Regions from separate parts of the Mus musculus genome. Here region 1 is linked to region 2. A link is a contact called in public ChIA-PET data. All regions are on one chromosome and are shown on one strand. Each heading gives the region's core, a stretch centred on a gene start, on an enhancer-like site or on the middle of the called end of the contact. The rest is flanking DNA. Distances are from core to core; before and after follow the strand shown.

Region 1 (3,940 bases), core at 94-2,593, 160 kb before region 2:
CTTCCCTCTCCCCTCTCTTCCCCCTCCCCCCATCTCTTCCTTCCCATTGTGACTCCCCTAGCCTCAGTCCTTGGGGCCAGTGAACTTGCCCGAGAGCACCTTTCCAATAAACCTGCATTTAATATAATCTAATTCTGCTTGATTTGTCTCATTTCACCTACAGTGGCGAAGTAACGTATCACCCAGCACTTGGGAAGATGAGGCAGATGACCTCTCTCAAGCTGCAGGTCAGCCTAGCCTGTCTAGAAGAGCCTGTCTCAAAAGTTAAAAATAAAGATATAGTCTGCTTGCTTGTACTATATAGACTGTGGGGGTGCATGCCTGTAACTCAACTCTCAGCAGAAAAATGATGAGTCTGAGACTACCCTGGCTTACATAATGAGGCTCTGTCTCAAGATGTATATTTCAGTTTGAGGCCAGCCTGGTATACAGAGTGAGTTCCAGGACAGCCAACGCTGCACAGAGAAATCCTGTCTCGAACCCCCCCCCCAAAATGTATATTTCATTTGCATATATATATATATATATATGAAAAAGTGACTCATTCCCTAGCAGCCACTAATGATAACAAATAAATGATAACAACTGCACACACACATATGAGAGAGAGGGGAGGGACAGGAGAAAGAGGAAAGGTGAGGCTGAAAAATACCCCTTTCATAATAGTTTGAAGGGACTGGATCTTTGGGTTTATGATGGGCAGACTTCATCGACCTGTGGGAGGCCACAGATAACTAAGAGAGCAGAAAATGGTGAATGAAGGGCAGCCAGTGCCACCACTCTAACACAGCAGCTTCAAAAGTAGAACAGCTAGGTCTACATACTGGCTAGGCAAAACCAGATACTCTCTAATGTTCCCTCTCTTCCACTTACAGTACAATAAATGTCAAATGTGTTCTACAGGAGTGGATGCGCAGGATGCCAGGTTCAAGCAGAGAGCCTACCATCTCACCCTGGATGGCTCAGTGCCTCAGCAATCTTTACAAAAGCAAAGAGAAACATGCCGTTGGCCAAACCTTTCGCTTAGCATGGGGCTGGCTGATTGGACTGGTAACTCTGGAAGATTAGAGAAACTTTGTATAAGAAAAGTATCGAGTATTAAAATGTATCTTTTTATCACTCAGCCATCTAACAGAACTCTCCTTGCGGGCAGTTATCTGGTGCGATTGGTCTGGGTATCCCCAGCACTCATCACTCGGCACAAAGAAGAGAAAGGACTGAGGAAAAACAGTTTTTGGGAGATTCTCTCAGCCTCAGTTTCCCAGCCTGGGACCTCTGACCTCCCACCAGCAGATGGCAAGAGAGAGTCCCCGCCCGCTGGGAAAGTCTGAGGCTGGGCGGAGCAACCCAGGCTCCAGCGCGCGCGCAGCCTCCGACCCTAATTTCTTCGTTCGCCGGAAGAAGGCGAGTCTCTTTCCGTTCCTAGCGCAGCCATGGTAAGGCAGGGGTACAGCGAGCTCTTGGGTTGCATCGGCTTCCATCCTCCCTGACCGATGCTGCCCGGGTTATCAGGGCTCCCGCGGTCGACTACAGGGTGGAGGCGAAAGCAGCTCTGCTGCAGGCTGGCAGAGATGGGCTTGGCGGCAAGGGAGAATACTGGTCTGAGCTAGGATGGGAAGTCTGCCGCAGAGGGCAAGCAAGGCCTTGGGCTTAATCACACATCCCCTTGCCCAGGGAGAAATGCTTTTCCACTTGGGGAAGAACTTCGAGGGCCCGGGAGTGCAGATTGAAGCTTTGGGCATGTGGGCGCAGGGTCTGCTTGAAGGATTAGCTCTTACTTGTGCATTTGTCTATCTTTTGGCACGGACTTACTTTATATGTTGTGTAGCTGGTAAGTGTACGAAGCATTACAAAAAGCTTCCTTCCGCTTTCGAATGTGAAACTTCGACTCTTTAGTATACAAAGGAGCAGTACACGTGGTAGTGCCAGTGCCGGAGTTAGAGTTTATCTTTGTACCAGAAACCTTCGATCCAGATGGCTGTGTTCTAATACTATACTTTTCGATTGACAATTGAGATACGGTCCTGGGCCATTTTCTGTCCCTATCTGCCTGTGCGTCTAGGGTTGAATCACTGGGTAATTCGCAAGTGTGCTATGAAAGGCTAATTTTTGTGAGCAGGCATAATGGAGACATCTGGCATAACTGTAAAAAATGGGAATCGCTAAGGTGCGAATACTGGGTTTGGCCTATTGATGCTTATCTGTCTTTTCTACGTTTTACTGGGACCCGGCGCTTTCAATATTGCCCACATTTTGTTAATTGGGAAAGTTCGAAAGTCAGTTCATTGAAGGATTTACGCCGTAGGCTTTGCTGGAAAGACCTGAAACAATGTAACAACGTTACTTTGAAAACTTCTTCCAGGCTCGTGGTCCCAAGAAACACCTGAAGCGTGTAGCTGCTCCAAAACATTGGATGCTGGATAAGTTGACTGGCGTGTTTGTAAGTATTGTGGTGTGAAAGGTAGACATACCTTTAACAAGCATATTTGTGGAGTTGAATGTAGAGAATCTTTGGCTGTCTTAAAGACCTGTGTCCTACCTCAATTTTGATACATCTGTTTCATCTACTCCATGTATTCCATAGTACACTGATGGTGGATACATAGACTCAGGTCTCAAAGTAGCAGGCCTCATTCTTTGGAGGAGAAAATGTTGAGGAATCTTCTAGCGACCCCCCCCCCATGTAAAATAACCCAAGTTTTGGTGTAGTAATTTTCCTAAAACTTTCCAGGCTCCTCGTCCATCCACTGGTCCTCACAAGCTGAGGGAATGCCTGCCTCTCATCATTTTCCTAAGGAACAGACTTAAGTATGCCCTGACTGGAGATGAAGTAAAAAAGATTTGCATGCAGCGATTCATTAAGATTGATGGGAAAGTCAGGACCGATATAACCTACCCTGCTGGGTTTATGGGTGAGTAATCAGGATCGGTAGTGGCCACAGGCCCTTAACTCCCAATAGTGGCAGGTGACTGGGAAAGTGCCAGGCTTTCCTGGTCTTCGTCTTCACCCCTACCCTGGCACGGTAATATGGAGAGGTTTGGCTACTGGGCTTTTATTCCTTTTTAAATTTTGAATTTCTTGCTACTCTCCCATACAGACCTACTGGATCAGAATCTCTGTTGGGCTGTTACTTAAATATTGTGGGGATAGCTTCTGAAACCCAAATTCCCATTTAAAGTTTATGTGGAGTCTTGATAAAATGGGCTCACACACACACATCCCCCAGCTCAGTTAGGAGTGTAGTGAGGGTTGCTGTGGTAACCTTATTCTTTGATATCAGATGTCATCAGCATTGACAAGACCGGAGAGAACTTCCGTCTGATCTATGACACCAAGGGTCGCTTTGCTGTTCATCGTATTACACCGGAGGAGGCCAAGGTTGGTGTGGCAAGCGGGCTGGGTAGTTTCCTCTAAAATTAGTTTCTAAGTTAGATCATGGAAGTGAGAGATGAGTCAACAGATTTCATTAGAATTGTGTGCCTAGAGATGAGATCGATGGGGACCTGTTGCATGGTTTAACTTACTGGGTACTCAACCCCGTTTCTCACGTGGCAAAGCACATGCTTGATCTCGGACCTACACCCCAGCCCCTCAGCCTCTGTAAGGTCTGTTGCTAGATATCTTGGGGTGGAGCTTTCTTGTGGCAATTAGAGCACTGACTTTTGGTGTCTTGTAGAAACACGACATCCTTTCTTGGGATTAATTTTGAAGTATTCCTTGGAACATAAAGGAGTTGGCAATCTATTTGGCATGTTGCCATGTCTCCATTTGTGGGTCTACCTTTGCTTTTTGGGTGGGTTAGAGGTACAAGAAACCGGTAATCTTTGGGGCGTTGGTTTAATTTACTATCTTTGCTTAGTTCAGTTTTAGGTGGCTTTTCACGTAGGTTTAGGGCTTGAATTAATGGCTATAAATGAAGGTTAATTCAATTGATGGTGT
Region 2 (4,352 bases), core at 32-2,531:
ACTTTGCATGAGGTAATCTTTGACCAAAGTCTGCCTACCCCTCTGATTTGAAACCGTCATGCTAGCAAGGATCATGTCTGATTTTTGCTCACCCTCATGTCCCTAGGTTCGGCTTCATGGCTGGTATAGAGGACACATTTATCTGTTGAATGAAGGAGTGGATTTCCTTTCCTTTCCTTTCCTTTCCTTTCCTTTCCTTTCCTTTCCTTTCCTTTCCTTTCCTTTCCTTTCCTTTCCTTTCCTTTTCTTTTCTTTCTGAGGCAAGGTCTCACTCTGCAGCTCATACTGACCTGGAACTCACTATGGAGCCTAGCCTAGACTTGAACTCTTGGCAATCCTCCTGCCTCAGCCACCTGGGTACAGGGATTACAGCTGTGAGCCACACAAGCCCAGTTCCACAGAGTGAATGGTAGCAGCTAACGTTCTCACTGCACTCTAAAGGTAGCAAACACCTAGCTGATTCTCAGAATAACCCTGCCACGGCCCTTATTTGTCCTCATCTTCCAGGCGAGGAAAGCAAGGCGCCCAGCACTGCGTTCATTGAGTTAATGCAGCTCGCATTGAAATGCAGCTCTGACAGGGTCACAACACTGCCATTCTGGCTCTGTCTCCTTGGAGAACTACAGAGCTGAAGAAAGCGGCGTGGAGTCGAAGCACTTTGATATTTCTTGGCTGAATAAGAGGCCACTTCACTCAGGCCTTTAGGGCCCAGAGGCAGGTCCTGTGGGGACTCCCTGCCAACCAGCCAGGGGAGGGATTCTAAATCAGGCTTTCCTGGATGACTTAGAGAGCCACTGTAACTACAGTGACCTTATTTCTTGAATCAAAAAATCAGGATCCTTAGTCTGACAAAGAATAGAATTCTTAAAACTAGGACTTTTTTTTTTTTTTTTTTTTTTTTTTTTGGAAATCCAGGTCATGGAGTTGCTGTACCTGTGTCACATGGTAGCTACATAATGGGGACTTCTCAGCAAATTCTGACCCAGCCTCTCCAGTTCATTACATCTCAAAGAAAAAAAATATCATAAAAACCAAACTGTTTCTGGGCCTCACACCAAATTCCTTCCGCCTCCTCTTCCCATGTGTTTGTGTTTGCTTAATTACTTCCCTTCCTCACTTGTCTTTTCTGTTATCAGCTTTCTTCCTGGTCTGCATGAGCGACTTTCTAGGTCCTGCTTGCTGATGGCTGCCATAAGCAAGCGGTTGAGGGAAATCATAAGTGAAACTGCTTGGGAACCATGGCAACAGGGCCCATGGCAACGGGGGCCAAGCACTGAGAGACAGCCTTCCCCACCCATCCTGGTTTCTGTTTTAGATCGAGTGGTACTGATAAGGCCGGATGACTCCACTGTGTCAGTTGTGTCATTTAATGAGGCAACACTGCTTTCAAGAGGCAGGCACCATGGCAAAATTCTAGTCCTAGTAAGTGTTGCACTGCTCCTGTTTCACTGGGTCCTGAAGCAGTGGTAAACTCACAGAAAAAGGTGTGGCCACATCTAAGGCTGGATCAAACACTTGCCTCAAGCGCCCTTCTTATTTGGCTCAATGTACTACTCAGAGTTCCCCCAATGGGCACACAGGGTGACAGTCACAAAACTCAGGAGTCACCATCCTTGTGGGCTTGGAAGGCAACAATTATATCATTCAAATGATCCATCCCAAGGGTTTAGTCCAGTGTCTGGGGAAAGCAGACTTCCAGTGAGTCAGAGTGAGCCTCCTCCTGTGAAGATTATCTACCTCTCCAAGGTACCAGATATCCAAGAACTTGCACCTCAATTTCCTATTCAAGGAAAAAAAAAAAGAAACAACTTCTGCCTTGCTTTTCTTTTCCTCTCATTTTAGATGCTGAGCTATTTCAAGCTATGCCAAAGTACCATTAGAAACAAATTCATTTTCCCATATTTGCCCCAGCTGAAGCTTCAGTACCTCCGCAACTGCAGAGGAAGTGCTGTCCCGAACTGGATGTCTGTGTCTTAAGTATACATGCATACTTAAAAAGGTGCTGTGTATGCGCTCACAAATCATAAGCTATTTCATATTGCTTTGTACATTCTGATCCACATCGAATTGTACATAACCTTTTTGCAATTTGCTCTCTTTGCTTCATGGTATGTTTGTGAGAGACATCCATGCTGATATAGGTAGTATTTTCCAGGCAAACTGGTGCTATGTAGTATTCTACTGTTGGAGCATACAATTTTATTTATTATTCTTCACTTACTTTCTCTCTCTCCCCAGCTGCCCCTCTCTCCAGAAAATAATACTGGCAACTGGGGAAGATGACTTAGTGAGTAATGTGCCTGCTATACAAGCAAAGGGACCTGCGTTTGGTTTCAAAGGACTGTTGTAAAAAGCCAGGCATGGTAGCATGTCGGCATTTCCAGTGCTGAAGGGAGGTGGTGTGGAGATGGGAAGGACTAGACAAGTGGTGAACTGTAGGCTCAGTGAAAGATCATGTCTCAAAAGACAAAATAGAGAGCAATAGGGGAGGACACCGACCATCAACCTCTAGCCTCCATATGCATGTGTGCAATATGCACACATACCTACACACGCACAGATATATACCTACATTTCACACATACAAAAATAACCATGTTGTCATAGCTGGGCGTGGTGGTGCACACTTGTAACCTCAGCACTTAAGAAGCTAAAGCAGACGGATTGCTTTGAATTCATGAGCAGTCTGGGATATATAAGGAAACCCTGTCTCAAAACAAAACAAGCAAGAAACCATACCATGCCATTATGAATATTCATAATGTATTTGACATGGTTCATTCATGTGAAAGTTGTAGCATGAATAAGTGGGAACACAATAGCTGAGGGAAAGTGTGAGAGTGTAGCTTTTATTTTATCACTCTGATGATGGAACTCAGGGCCTGTGCATGGTAGGCAAGTATCTATCACCAAGCTATACCCCCCAGGCCCTTTTTGAGGGCAATATTTTGGTGCTTAGCCAATGTTAATTGTCCATGACCTACTAGCTACACCTGCATAAAGTTATACTAAGAGAATACTTGCATGTTGCACAGATAAATGCACAAGGATGCTCACTGCTCACTACTAGGAATAGGGTGACTTTGTTGTTACCCTGTATCCATCAAACAGTGTTGGGGCAAAGAAACAATCAGTGAATGACCTACCTCGTAGAATGTCACAGGCTTTAGAAGAAGGAGGACTAAGAAGGCTTTCTCATCTACCCATCCTATTCTCCTGGGCAGAAGAAATAATTCTACTTCTACTACAGAGCCAGATAGCATGGAGGTAAGTTGTACACGTCTTTGCCTTAGTTGGAGAAAATCTCGCTAATGACAGATAGGTACCAGGCCAAGAGCTCTACATCTGCGAGGTGTCGAAAGCTTAGAGGGAGAGCTTCGCTATGCCATACCACAGTGGTAAACTCACAGAAAAAGGTATGACCACATCTAAGGTTAGAGCGAATATTTGCCCCACACACCTTTCATATTTGCCTTAACATACTTAAAGCTCCCGCAATGGGCAGGCAGGCTCCAGTATGAGGGTGACACTCGCAAAACTCAAGAACACTGGCAAACAGAGGAGATGCCTTGCCTTGTCTCCATGCTAAACAACTAGCAGAAACAAAGGCTTTCCTTTTACTTTTGAAACATCACTAAATAGAACTGTTTGGGGAGCCTGGCTGTGTATTGATTTGGGAAGTCCAAACTTAGCTCAAGACTCATAAGCAGGACTGGAGAGATGGCTCAGCAGTTAAGAGCACTTGTTGCTTCTGCATTGGACCTGAGTTCAATTCTCAGCATTGAAGTTTGCTACTGTCTATAATGCCAGTTCTAGGGGATCATATGCCCTCTTATGACCTCCATGAACACCAGGCATGCATGTGGTGCATATACATACATACATACATACATACATACATACAGGCAGGCAAAATACTCAGTCAGGCACAGAAAATGCATGGCAGCTAACATCTATCTGTAACTCCAGTCCCAGAGGAATCCAATGCCCTCTTCTGGCCTCTGCTGATGCTGCACACAGGCAATGCACAGACATAAATGCAGTCAAAACAACGATGCATATAAAAAAATAGATGAAATCTCAAAAAAATATGGTTAGTGGAATTATGTACAATGCAGAAGAATCTGCATGGCAAAGGAGGTAACCAACAGTAAAGGGACAAAACAAAAAGCATGAGAAAATGGTCACAAACAATGCATATGACTAAAGGTTAATGTCCTTAATTTACCAGTAAAACAAACAAAGCCAGTGCCTGAATCACACACTTCCAACATGGAAGACAATTGGGGCTGGAGAGATGGCTCAGCAGTTAAGAGTGTATACTGTCCTTGCAGAGCACCTGAGCTAGTTGC

Evidence for each region. ChIA-PET counts read pairs in DNA pulled down with a chosen protein or histone mark.
Region 1: a contact with region 2 is called in an RNA polymerase II ChIA-PET map of memory CD8 T cells, with 26 read pairs. The contact joins the promoter of Rps4x here to the enhancer-like site in region 2. A contact is called at or near these places in 2 of 39 promoter capture datasets (macrophages and pre-B cells), 3 of 115 datasets of contacts at active chromatin or transcription factors (effector CD8 T cells, large pre-B cells and memory CD8 T cells) and 3 of 9 other capture datasets (adipose tissue, liver and pancreatic islet).

The regions. Positions count from the first base shown.
Region 1 is chrX:102,186,794-102,190,733 of GRCm38.p6, reverse strand. It overlaps Rps4x (ribosomal protein S4, X-linked), which reads left to right and starts at 1,343. Exons shown (of 7, transcript NM_009094.2): 1 at 1,343-1,436; 2 at 2,363-2,440; 3 at 2,732-2,912; 4 at 3,282-3,379. The coding sequence starts at 1,434.
Region 2 is chrX:102,028,945-102,033,296 of GRCm38.p6, reverse strand. All of the region lies in intron 1 of Nhsl2 (NHS-like 2), which reads right to left. Among named protein-coding and RNA genes, the nearest start is that of Rtl5, 40 kb to the left of the region's middle. Within about 2 kb of position 1,281, at least 50 of the 459 cell types and tissues checked have an H3K27ac peak or open chromatin away from gene starts, as enhancers often do. A contact at or near this core is called in effector CD8 T cells and memory CD8 T cells, where this site is marked.